2 separate regions of the Sus scrofa genome follow, and region 1 is linked to region 2. The links are chromatin contacts, called in public HiChIP or PLAC-seq maps. All regions are on one chromosome and are shown on one strand. Each heading gives the region's core, a stretch centred on a gene start, on an enhancer-like site or on the middle of the called end of the contact. The rest is flanking DNA. Distances are from core to core; before and after follow the strand shown. Region 1 overlaps SIPA1L1 (signal-induced proliferation-associated 1-like protein 1). Region 2 overlaps SIPA1L1 (signal-induced proliferation-associated 1-like protein 1).

Region 1 (5,403 bases), core at 1,395-3,894, 230 kb after region 2:
ATCAAGTGGAACCCAGTGTCTCCTCTACAGAGGAGTTCATAACAAGGGTGCCTCGCCTCCCTGTATCTGGGAACGGCAGAGTGCAGGGGAATCCCAGCTGTCACTTGGCTGAAAAGAACACGTGTCCAGAGAGAGTCTTTCATCACATCATAAAGACATCATTGCTCAACACACACTTGGATCTGTTAGGATGCTTGTCCTGCTTGGCCCAGACCAAGTGCGCCGTCTGCCCTTCTCATTCATCCCTCCTGTGGGTGGTAGTGTGTTCTCTGCCTGCACTCTTCCTATGCTTGCGTTAAGCTGCTGGTCCTGAAATGCAGCCCTGTAGACTGTTGCTGACCTGCTCTGCTAAAATAGAAAAAACTAAAAGTAATGCTCTGTGTTGACATAGGTTGTCAATCATCTTTTTTTCAATAGACTGACTCCCCCGATTCCCAAGGTTGTCCCTCCACACTTGTTGATGCTAAGATGGTCCTTGTAAAATGATGATACTGCCAGATGACTGGTTTTTGAGTTTTATTTTATTGCCCTTACTGGATAAGTTGCTATTCTGTCAAGCTCAAATTTTGGGGGGAAATTGACTAGACCTGAATTCAAAAGTCAGGCGGCCATGCAGCAGTGAATCCCCACTTTAGCTGATGGAAATTCACCAGGACCAACTTGATTGGAAATTGAGTGACCAAGGGGTTGGTCACTCTCATGCATATAAAATCAAAGTTTTGGCTTTTTAGTAGGAGATTTGATTTTGCTACTTGACTCAAGCTTGAAATTGTATTTGGAAACAGAGAGTGTGTGTGGACTTAGGTTGAAGCCCACCAAGGTAGCCAGGAGTCTTGTGGAAAATGTCCTTGCAGAAGCCTCAAGAAGCTTAATACGAAGAACCCTTTTATGCATTTCCTGTCACTGAGTGGGGAGCCTTGGTCTGGAAATTTGGCACAAAGCCTATTTTGAGGGAAACCATTTAATAAACCATTTACTTTGATGAGCAAGCAAAAAACTGGAAGAGACACCGATTCACAACAACTATATTTAAAATAAATTTAGCTGGAAGAGGAGAGCAGCATTGAAAACAGTAGAAATTTTCTCCTACTCGAGTTGGGCGATAAGGCTTCTGATGCATTCCTGCCCCTTGAATAGATTTGACTGTGCATGTAGGACATTTCTTGACTTGGTAGAGAGGCGCCAGGATGTGGTTCCAAGGTTACTGAATGGCTTCTTCTCTCCCTTCCAGTCCAGAGAGCCTCGTTCTTTGCTGCTAGCGATGAAAACCATCGCCCTCTGAGTGCCGCATCCAACAGTGACCAGCTTGAGGACCAGGCTCTGGCCCAGATGAAGTCTTACAGCAGGTTGGTCCCCCAGTGGCGAGGGTACCACTCTGGTGATAGCAGGTGGGGGGAAGAGGCGATGGAGGCCACCTGGATGAGCTGAATGAAGTTTATCCGTGATGCCACTTTTACTTAGAATGCTTTATAACGAAATACTCTAAACACCATTGAACAGTTCTTGGTGACTTAAATGATGTATATTCATAATTATGACTTCAATGCCATAGTACAGTTACGTTCTAGGGTTTATTAGGTAAGGTAAGTCACTCGTGCTAAATATCCTTAGATGCCTATGCGTGTAGTCCTTGAGTCTGGGTTTTGAGTCGCTTCCCCCGCTGACAGTTGGTCATGCTTGTAAATGTGCCTGCATCTTAGCAACTCCTAGTGTCCTACTTCAGACCTACCATCAGAACTGGGTCACCTCCGAATAGTGAAGATTTATGCAAAATAAGCAAAAAAAGCAGTAGTTAAGAGTATGGGCTATTCTGTTGGTTATGTCGAGGCTGACTTTTCCATTTTGCCTCAGCGAGGTTATTGGATAAATGGGTGATGTTCCTGTGCCTTAAAGTATCCCCACAGCCACCCATGGACACACAGTAACCACTCCTTGAAGCAGAGTAATTCCACCAGTTTGACGGCTCTTCTTTTAAAACCTCTCTTGAGAATGGTTAAGAATGCAAGTATCTATAAAGCTTGGTCAGGACAGCCAACAACAGGAAGAGGAAGGTTGTACAGATTTGCACACATGCACACCCCGGGACGTGTGCTTCTGCGGACTTCCTGAGCCGGTCTGCAAGGAAACCCTCCTTGTGGGTAAAGTGTAGGAGTGACGCATCATTTGTTCTGTGTGCAGCACGCAGACGCTGCAGGCATCCTGTCACTGGGACAGCTGGGGCAGGTGGTTAGTTGAGCTGCTGAGAACTTTTTTTAAAAAACTGTGGCGTCAGGGGAGAGCCCGAAATGGCCCTTCTGTAGGATGCAGAGCAGTGTGAGTGAATGAAGACTGTTCTCCCGAGAAGGGATTATGAAACAGTTCCTAAATCTCTGTGGACGAGTAAGAGGAGGAGGAGGAGTTCTTTGCTCAGTGTGGATGAGCACATGCAAATGGGGTTAAATACGTTTTTAAAGATGATCGGTGCGCTCGCAGACACGCACTCACTGTGAGAATCTGCGGAAGTCAAGATAGGCTGCTGAGAGCCACTACCAGTCTGCAGTGGCTGTGGCAGCCCTTCCAAGAGCAGAGACGGTGGACTCGATGGCTTGAGAAGGACAGCCCTGCCCCCATCTCTCAGCCTCAGCGTTTCGGGCAGCTCCACCCTTCTTCTGTCTTGTCTTTGGCCTTCACCCGGTCAGCCATGCCCTGCCTGTGGGGCTGTGGCTTGCACTTGATTGACCACTTCCCTTTTAAAATCTATTCGCTGTCAGCTTTTCATCAGTCATCCTGTCTTAGACGTTTGGAGGTCATTGTCATTCCATTTTATTGGCACCCTTGTGCCACTCTGCACCACTCTGGGCTCGCTGTAGATCCAACAGCAGCAGAAGACATTGGCACCGCTTATTTTAGGTCAGGAATTCTAACTCAAAGTTTATCTCGTGACTCCAAGATTTCAGAGGCACCACCTTTGACATCTAGAAAGCAGCAGCTGCTTATGTTGTCTCAGTGGAAGCCTTGAGCTTCTTGGTTGTGGGATGGAGGCGGTGTTTCTGGGTGAGAACTCTCCCGGAAACATTTCAGGGCTTGAATTCAAGGAGAGGAGAGGGCGGGAGAAGAGGTGACAGGGTCTCCAGCCCTTGCCCAGCTGTGCATTCTGTCCAGTGTGGCCTCTCATCCTCTCGCTCCCTCCTTTGGGCGCTCCACTGGCATGGCATTTTTAGCAGTTCAGAGGAAAGGGAGAAAATGAGAAATTTGTGGCCTTTAGAGTTTGCTGATCATGATAGGAAAGAGCTTTACGGCATTAAGACTAGACTGACAATCTTCTGAAAGATGGAGTCTTATTTTCAGAATAGTTAAAGATACTTAAACTAGCTTAAGACAAGACATGGGCAGGATAACGTAGCTGCCCCAAGCGAGAGTCGGTGCCCGCCCTCCCCAACCCTCTTGCACGCACAGGGGCCACTCAGGGGACAGGAAACATTTCGCTCTTTGACAGTCATGTCTGCCCAAAGTCCCTGTTGTGCTGCCAGAGAGACCGCTTTTACTTATTGTCCCATATTCTTTTGTCACAAAGATGCAGCCTCTTTAACAAAGGAAGCCATTGATGGGCTGCAGTTCACACTTTTGTTAAGATAACCATTTTCTTTTTGAAAATGAAAATGCACTGTTGTGGCACCATACTGAGTAATTGTGACATTGAAAAACATAAATACAGCCACTTCCTTAAAAAAAAAAAAAAACAAGGCCCAGGTAACCCAGCCGTGGAGGCTCCTGCCAACGTGGTCTCTTGTCTCTTGTTCCCCGCAGTAAAGATTCCTCTCCCACTCTGGCTTCTAAAGTGGACCAGCTGGAAGGGATGCTGAAGATGCTTCGAGAAGATTTGAAGAAGGTAAACACATTCTCACAGCAGGCTGTCCGGTCCATGCCAAGTGCCCTTGAACTGTGAGAGCCCTTTATCAGTAGTGTTCCTGGAATAAGATGTGGGCATTTTCCCTCTTTTCTTGGTACCCACATGTTTAGGGGGCCGCTTGGAACTTGGTTCCCACTGCCACACAGTGCAAGAAGGCCTTCATTGTCCCGTGTACAGAAAAAGCATTCCCCTCTTTTCTGAGTACCTTCAAACCTCAGCCAGCCCACTCGGAGGCCTCTCCCCGCCTCCTCATCCCTGGGCCATGACCCAGCCCCACCTGTCCTTACTGTTATTTGGGCTTTTGCACAAGAGAATTTTTCTGTTAAGACAGCAGCCACCAGACCGTCATCTCCATGTAAGACAGCCCTTACCCCTTCTAATTTAACAAAGACATTAAACTACACAGTCCTGTATTTACAGTCCAAAATAAACCTCTAGTGGATCTCTCTAGCAGTCTTGTGCCCTGGGAGAGAGCATCTGAACGCCCAGTGCCAGCCACGGAGACAGCAGCGGCTGTTTAGTGGAAAGAAGGGGAAGTGGGCGAGGGGTGCACACGGATTCACAGCCACTCCCTCCAGCTGCTGGGCTGGGCTGGGCCACTCTCTTAAGTTCCTTTCCGCTCTGCCCACTCTTCCAGGAAAAAGAAGACAAAGCCCACCTCCAGGCGGAAGTTCAGCATCTGCGGGAGGACAACCTGAGGCTGCAGGAAGAGTCCCAGAATGCCTCCGACAAGCTCAAGAAGTTCACCGAGTGGGTCTTCAACACCATAGACATGAGCTAGGCCAGGAGGGGGGCCACCCGCCAGCGGAGGCCTCCTCAGCCCTCCCTCCCCAGCTCCCGACTCGCCCCCTTTCGGGGAGTGCACACCACGACAATTGCAGATCAACAATCATTATCTGCCTTTTGTAGAAAAGAGAAAGAAAATGGTAAATAAAAATTTTAAAAAGTAAAATAAAAGTTTAACTGCTAAAATGTGAATGTCTATTTTTTTGCACAATATCTTTATCTGTTATGTATTTAAAAAGAAACTGGGCCCAGGGCCAGGGCCTCCCCCTGGCCCATCTCCCTCTTTCCATCAGCTCTTTCTTATTTCAGGTACCCCGAGCTTTCCCTTGTTATTCTGACAAATGTCATTGTTCCTAGGAAAATAAAGTTTTCAACTGTTTATTTGGGGAGGGGGATTTCCTTACCTTCATTCCTACAATGCCTGGGGAGGGAGGTGCTTTTAGAAAATGCCTACCTCCCTTGAATGGCCTGTGCATGAGCCAGTGATGTTTGTCCCTGTCTCACAGAGATCAGCAGGATGGGTTACTTAAGGGTAGCAAATGAGTGAACCAGAGAGCAGCAGAGCTAGAGCCTGCAAGCCAAGCCGCGCCCCTTTTCCATCCTGCATTGTGACAGCACGACTTCCTCCTTCCTTCCTGGGGAGATGGTCCAGGGCTCTGTGCTCCTCGGCAATGGAGCCTTTTTACCTGGCTTAAGTAAGTCCCTCTAAATTGGAGTCAGCCTTTCTG
Region 2 (6,150 bases), core at 2,414-4,913:
TGTGTAATGATTCAACATATAGCACGTCCACAGTTCTCAAGAATTGGTGACTTGACAGTGGGCTTGTTGTTAGTTTGGCAAAAATATTTGAAATAGAAAGAGATACTCTTTTTTTAAAGAAGTGAGCAGAGATAAAAGTGGAAGTAACTTGCTTTCTGTTTAGTGTATACATTTGAATCTTGTTTCTATCTTTAAACAAAACCTGTACATCAAGTTAAAATGAAGAACGCAATCTTGACTTTTCTTAGAAAGTTAGTAAATTTCTGATTTCTGCCCAAAGACAGGAGTCCCTTCCCCCGCCCCATGCCATCCCTGTGGAATTGTTCCGTTTAAGGTGGGCATAATCCACTGCACATAATCCTAGCTATTTTGATGTTAGGGCATGGAGGAAGGGGTGCAAAAAGTCCATAAAAATAATGTATCTCACCTCTCTCAAGCAAGTTGCTATAAAGCAACTATACCTTTTAAAAATAAAATGTCAAGGGTGTCAGGTGCAGCAGGAATGCTGTTATATTTAAATCTTTTTTTTTTTTTTTTTGGTTTTTAGGGCCACACCTATGGCATATGGAGGTTCCCAGGCTAGGGGTCTAATTGGAGCTACAGCTGCTTGGCTTATGCCAGAGCCACAGCAACACTGGATCCAAGCTGCGTCTGTGACCTACACCACAGCTCACGACAACGCTGGATCCTTAACCCACTGAGCAAGACCAGGGATCGAATCTGCATCCTTATGGATGCTAGTCAGATTGGTTAACCACTGAGCCATGACGGGAACTCCTATATGTAAATCTTGATGGATTCTGTGATAGTAGGCAGTGACTGCCAGAGGTTAGTTTAGATCAAAGACCCCTAAGTTGACTTTACCTAACAATTCACCTGGCTTATAAAACACAAAGAAGCTTTCTGTAAACAGCTTGGTTGTGCTGTTAGGGCTGTTTACCTTTCCAGACCCCCTGCACACTGCCTCTCACGCCTGCTCTCGGGGGATTGTTCTGCCACCCCACCCCCCACCCCCCCAGCTCCCAGCATAGATCAGCTCTTTCAAGATCCAGATGTCTTGGGTCCAAAGGAAAATATTGGAAAAGGCTTACTTTGATTTAAAAGGTTGCTTAATAAGGATGTAGAATATGTGATTTAGATGAAAAAAGACAGTGAATCATGATACTGTCAGTGAATCATTAATACTGTAAATCTAGTGGAAACTGCTTTTTGCCAAATCTTACTGTGCATACTTTAAATATCCTCTAGCATCTGCAAGGAAATTTGCGTTCGGTAGGAGCAGGAATCTAATTACACAGGGTTTGATTCTCTCCCATAAAATGTCTGTAGGGAAACTGCTTAGGGGTGTGGTTCTACCACCTTGGGAGGGTTTTGGGCGCCTTCCGGCCTTCAGCATCCTAAGCATAAGGCTTCTGTCCACAAAACCTCAGGACACTGTTGGAGCTCCAGCCAAGATGTCTGCAAGAGGAGAGGAAAGACAATGGCAGAGGGGCTTTCTGGAATCTCCACCCACTGACTTGGACTTGAAACTCCTTGGCCACCGCTGTCTTCAAGGAGGCTCAAGTGTGGTGTTTTAGTGGGCACAGTGCCAGCCCAAATAGAGCCAGATTTCTGTGACTAAAGCAGAAGGGGAGGGGAGTGGACATTAGGTTTGAATGAATTGAGTCTCTGCCACTTTTAAGCCATGAATCTGCCTAACCATCTTTTCAAAGTTGAGAGAGAAATGTATTATGCAAGGATATTTTAAAGAAATATTTCAGTTTGGAGAAAAAAATTTTTTTTCTAGTCCACAGCTATGCTTTTGTAAAATTCTTAATGTCCTTTTATTACTCTCTAATGAATAATCTTTTAAAATTATAAATATTAATCCAGGCTTAAAAATAGAGCAAGATTGAGATTATGTGCTTCAGATTAAGAGATTCTTTCATGCCTTTCCAAAAGGCACATGATGTAGAAATATTTATGAAAAATCATCAGGCCTTTCTCCCAGACCCCTCCTTTAGATAGAAGTTGTGAAAATTTAATCCCTTAGGTGTTCAAAACTGCTTTGGGCAGCCGTGTTCACTGATGTCGTGGCACATTCTAAAATGCTTTTCTGATGAACTGTGGTCTTCCTTGCCTCTGGATGTGTCTGCCTGGTTCATTTTCTGCGTGAAAAGTTCTGCCTACACCTTTCACCCTGGGAAAATTCTGTTGATCGTTTTACTTTCACTTAAGTGCTCAGCCTTTCCAGCCCTCCAAGCGGTCATCCCTCTGCTCCGTCACCTCCTGACTGATGCAGTGGCTTGGGCTCTGCTGCCCAGTTACAGAGAGAACGTCCAGCAGGGAAGGTGTGGACGACACTGTGCCTGGCCTACCCAGTGGATGCTCGCCTTATGTGTATGTTCATCGTTTTTTTTCACGTTGCATTATAATTGCACCTGTGCTTTTCTTTCGCTTTTCTGGATGATAGATTCCTAGAGCACGGTCCCTGTGTTTCAGTCATTAAAAGCTATTCCTGGCATCCTGAATGGTGTGTGGTGCACAGTCAGTGCTCCGTAGATGTGTGATGACTGGGGAAGGGCGCATAGGTGAGTGGGACGAGGAGACAGGAAGACTGGAGCTCCCTGGGTGCCCACTTTCCCCTGCTCAGCCCCCCCGAGACATGAGGTGCACATCCCGGAGGTAAAGAGCAGGGCTCCTGAGCTGGCCTGGGAGCAGTTTTTCCACGGCACTTCGTCGTGCTGAATAAGCCGGCCCTCTGGCAGATACCATGGCGTAATTCAGAGTTACAGAATTATCGGTCCATGGAAGACTCTTAATTTAGGAGCTCTGGATTCATTCCCTTCAAGTTGTTCCTTTAATGTTTATTGAGTGTCCCCTCTGTATTGGGTTCTAGAGCTGCATAAGTGAACAAGAGTAATTCTTGCCTTTAAGTTCTTCCAGGATAGTAGGGGAGACAGAGAAACACAACACTCACCCCATCCTCGGTATACAGGTGCTTAAGTGAAAGATTAAAGGCATGAACAAAGAAGGGACTTGTGCTTCTTTATTTCTTCTTTAAGAAAATTAAGTTCTTGTTACCACGGCAAGTGCTGTTCCTTAAGCCCTGTTCTTTCAGAGACTTTACGAGCTGATTTATATTTATGTGTATGAGACACGAGGCAGATGGTAGCAGTAATGGGACAAAAACAGGATCAGAGATGATTATTGGTCTCTGCAGTGTCAGTATTTTGGACCATAACTTCCCTGGACAGACAATACTAGAGAAATCCTATTTAGACTCTCTCTTTAAATTCTTGGCATGCATCCTTAAGGCCTAGGATGGCTACTGGAAGGAGGGAAGAAAAAAAAAGGGTGAAATTCTAAACAGAATCAATTCCCTTGAAGTAACTTTTCTTGGCTTAATTTTCTCAAAATACATGTGCTGGAGTTCCTGTTGTGACTCAGCGATAGTGAACCCGACTAGTACCCATGAGAACATGGGTTCAGTCCCTGGCCTTGCTCAATGGGTTAGGGATCCGGCATTGCTGTGAGCTATGGTGTGGGTTGCAGATGGAGCTCAGGTCCTGAGTTGCTGTGGCTGTGGCTTAAGCTGGCAGCTGCAGCTCCAATTCCCTAGCCTGGGAACTTCCCATATGCTGCAGGTTTGGCCCTAAAAAAGCAAAAGCAGAACAAAACCAAACCAGACCCATGTGTTTATGTCTCATTGGCCTGAGCTTAGTCATGAGAACGGACTTGCTGTAAGAGAGGCAAGGAAAGGTAGTCTTTTAGTTAGTTGCCTTGCTTCCCCCAGATAAATCGGGTTCTGTTAGGGACATAGAGAGAGTAGACACTGGGTAGCAACAAGCAGACTCAGCTACATTGCTAAGTAAATGTTCTTTGAATGAACAAGTGAAAATGAAGGAGATGTTATAGAATCAAGGCTTTTGGTGCAAATACTGTACAATTACCTTTTTTTTTTTTTTTTTTTTGGTCTTTTTAAGGGCAGCACCCGCAGCATATGGAGGGTCCCAGGCCAGAGGTCTAATCAGAGCTGTAAGCTGCTGGCCTATGTCAGAGCCACAGCAACGCCAGATCCGAGCCACGTCTGTGACCTACACCATAGCTTGCGGCAAGGCCGGATCCTTAACCCACTGAGTGAGGCCAGGGATCAAACCTGCAACCTCATGATTCCTCGTTGGATTTGTTTCCACTGCTACATGATGGGAACTCCTATACAGTTACTTTTCATGGACTATATTTTTTCAACCATAAAATCAGATTGATCAACCACATATCTAAAACATGAAATACTTGGGTTGCTTTGCCCTCTAAATCACAGTGTTAGTTTATCTTTAGGCATATGTGGCTTGGGCCAGAATTGTAGGCTAATGAGAGGAGAGAGGTTTGGGGTCTGACATACCTATGTGGACACACTTTCATTCTTGATTAGCAATAGTTTATTTTACTGAATTACTGTGGTTTTTTGGTTTATAGAAATAGCTATGTAACTTATGTAGTTTTAGAGCTATTTTTTCAGAAGTTTATCTTTTCACTTCTGCCCTGGTGATTTTCCTAATGCGGACACTAAAACTAAATGTTTTAATCACTAACGCATGATTTCTTAAGTGATATATATACACATAGTAGTGCCAACCTTTACCACTGTAATACTCTTGAAATACAATTTCTTAAAAATTGGAAAAGTTCTAAGTGTTTTGAAGTTTTCTTGAAATTGAGAATGATATCAGTTTTCAAAATTATCATCAATTGGTGCCATATTTATTTAACTGGTATTTTGGTAGGATATTTATTCATGGTTTTCTTTTCTTCTTCTTCTTCTTCTTCTTCTTTTTTTTTTTTGCCTTTTTAGGGCCGTACCTGTGGCATATGGAAGTTCCCAGGCTGGAGGTCAAATTGGAGTGACAGCGGTTGGCCTACACCACAGCCACAGCAATACTGGATCCGAGCCATGTCTGCGACCTATACCACAGCTCAGGGCAACGCTGGATCCCTGACCCACCAAACGAGGCCAGGGATTGAACCCGTATCCTCATGGATACCAGTCGGGTTCATTACCACTGAGCCACAATGGGAATTTCCCTTTTTTGTTTTTTTTTTTGTATTTTTTAAACTTGCGGTATAGTTGATTTACAGTGTTGTGCCAGTTTCTGCTGTACAGCATGGTTACCCAGTGATACATATGTGGGTATACACATTCTTTTACTCATATCAGCCCTTATCATGTTCTATCCCAAGAGATTGGACACAGTCCCTGGTGCTGTGCAGTAGGAATGGTTTTCTTTTATCTTCTAGATTCTGACCCCAGAATTTAAAAGAAAACTCTTTCTTCCTGGTCATTGAGACTGCTTTGATCAGGATTGCCCTGCGAACTTTCTGAAGAGAAGGGTCCTGTGAGGAACCTTAAAAATAGGTTTTTGTTGGCTTCTTCTCTGGGGCAATACTCATGTACTCTGCACTCCATTGAAAATATGCTCTCTTCCTTCATTCTTTTGTGCCAAGCAATCGGAAACGGGCTTTCCCAAACCATTTCCATGTGAAGAATGGGCTGCTTTTATTACTTATGTGAAAAAGTAAATTCCAGGGACCCTCAGCTGCAGGATGGCTCTTTCTTCCCAGCTGCTGCCCTTCCTCTGTGGAGGATGCGGGTTGCTGAGACAAGGCTTTGTCTGTTGCATGTAAAATGAACTTTGTTTGGCCCTCCCTCAAGCAGCTTCAAGTGCATAAGTGTCCAGCTGGACATTCCTCACCAGATGATAATTTAAATGCAGGTCAAATTTAGAACCCAACTTATATTAGTTTAAAAATAGACACTGCTTTAGAAAGCTGACCTCTGGTACTTTTGGGGCTTGGGGATCAGCTAGGCCATTTCTTGTGATTCACACAGCTGTTTTAGACTGAAGGGCAGTGCACATGTAGGCGAGATGGAGCCAGTGTCCTTGTGACTTCCCAGTCTTCCTGCTACCCCAGTTTCTTCCGTCTCCATGCATTACTCCCAGTAAATTCATGGCAAGTATATCACAGACTAGAGTCTGATTTCTGTATATTAATTTTATTGGAGGCTTTCCAGTTTGACTAAAAAGGGCTCAAGAACACAGAAAAAAAAATCTAACAGGTTAATTTCAAGGTAATAAGACTTTATTACATGATGTATTCTTGGGTTTTATT

Evidence for each region. HiChIP or PLAC-seq counts read pairs in DNA pulled down with a chosen protein or histone mark.
Region 1: a contact with region 2 is called in an H3K27ac HiChIP or PLAC-seq map of alveolar macrophages. The contact joins two enhancer-like sites. A contact is called at or near these places in 1 of 47 Hi-C or Micro-C datasets (embryonic fibroblasts) and 1 of 2 datasets of contacts at active chromatin or transcription factors (alveolar macrophages).

What each region holds. Positions count from the first base shown.
Region 1 is chr7:95,162,252-95,167,654 of Sscrofa11.1, forward strand. It overlaps SIPA1L1 (signal-induced proliferation-associated 1-like protein 1), which reads left to right. Exons shown (of 27, transcript XM_021099427.1): 25 at 1,232-1,346; 26 at 3,787-3,868; 27 at 4,527-5,403. The coding sequence ends at 4,670. LOC110261627 (a long non-coding RNA gene) reads right to left here. Exons shown (of 5, transcript XR_002346001.1): 5 at 1-348. Among named protein-coding and RNA genes, the nearest start is that of RGS6, 200 kb to the right of the region's middle. Within about 2 kb of position 2,645, at least 14 of the 83 cell types and tissues checked have an H3K27ac peak or open chromatin away from gene starts, as enhancers often do. A contact at or near this core is called in alveolar macrophages, where this site is marked.
Region 2 is chr7:94,933,113-94,939,262 of Sscrofa11.1, forward strand. The region is part of intron 4 of SIPA1L1 (signal-induced proliferation-associated 1-like protein 1); the gene reads left to right. Among named protein-coding and RNA genes, the nearest start is that of SIPA1L1, 150 kb to the left of the region's middle. Within about 2 kb of position 3,664, at least 2 of the 83 cell types and tissues checked have an H3K27ac peak or open chromatin away from gene starts, as enhancers often do. A contact at or near this core is called in alveolar macrophages, where this site is marked.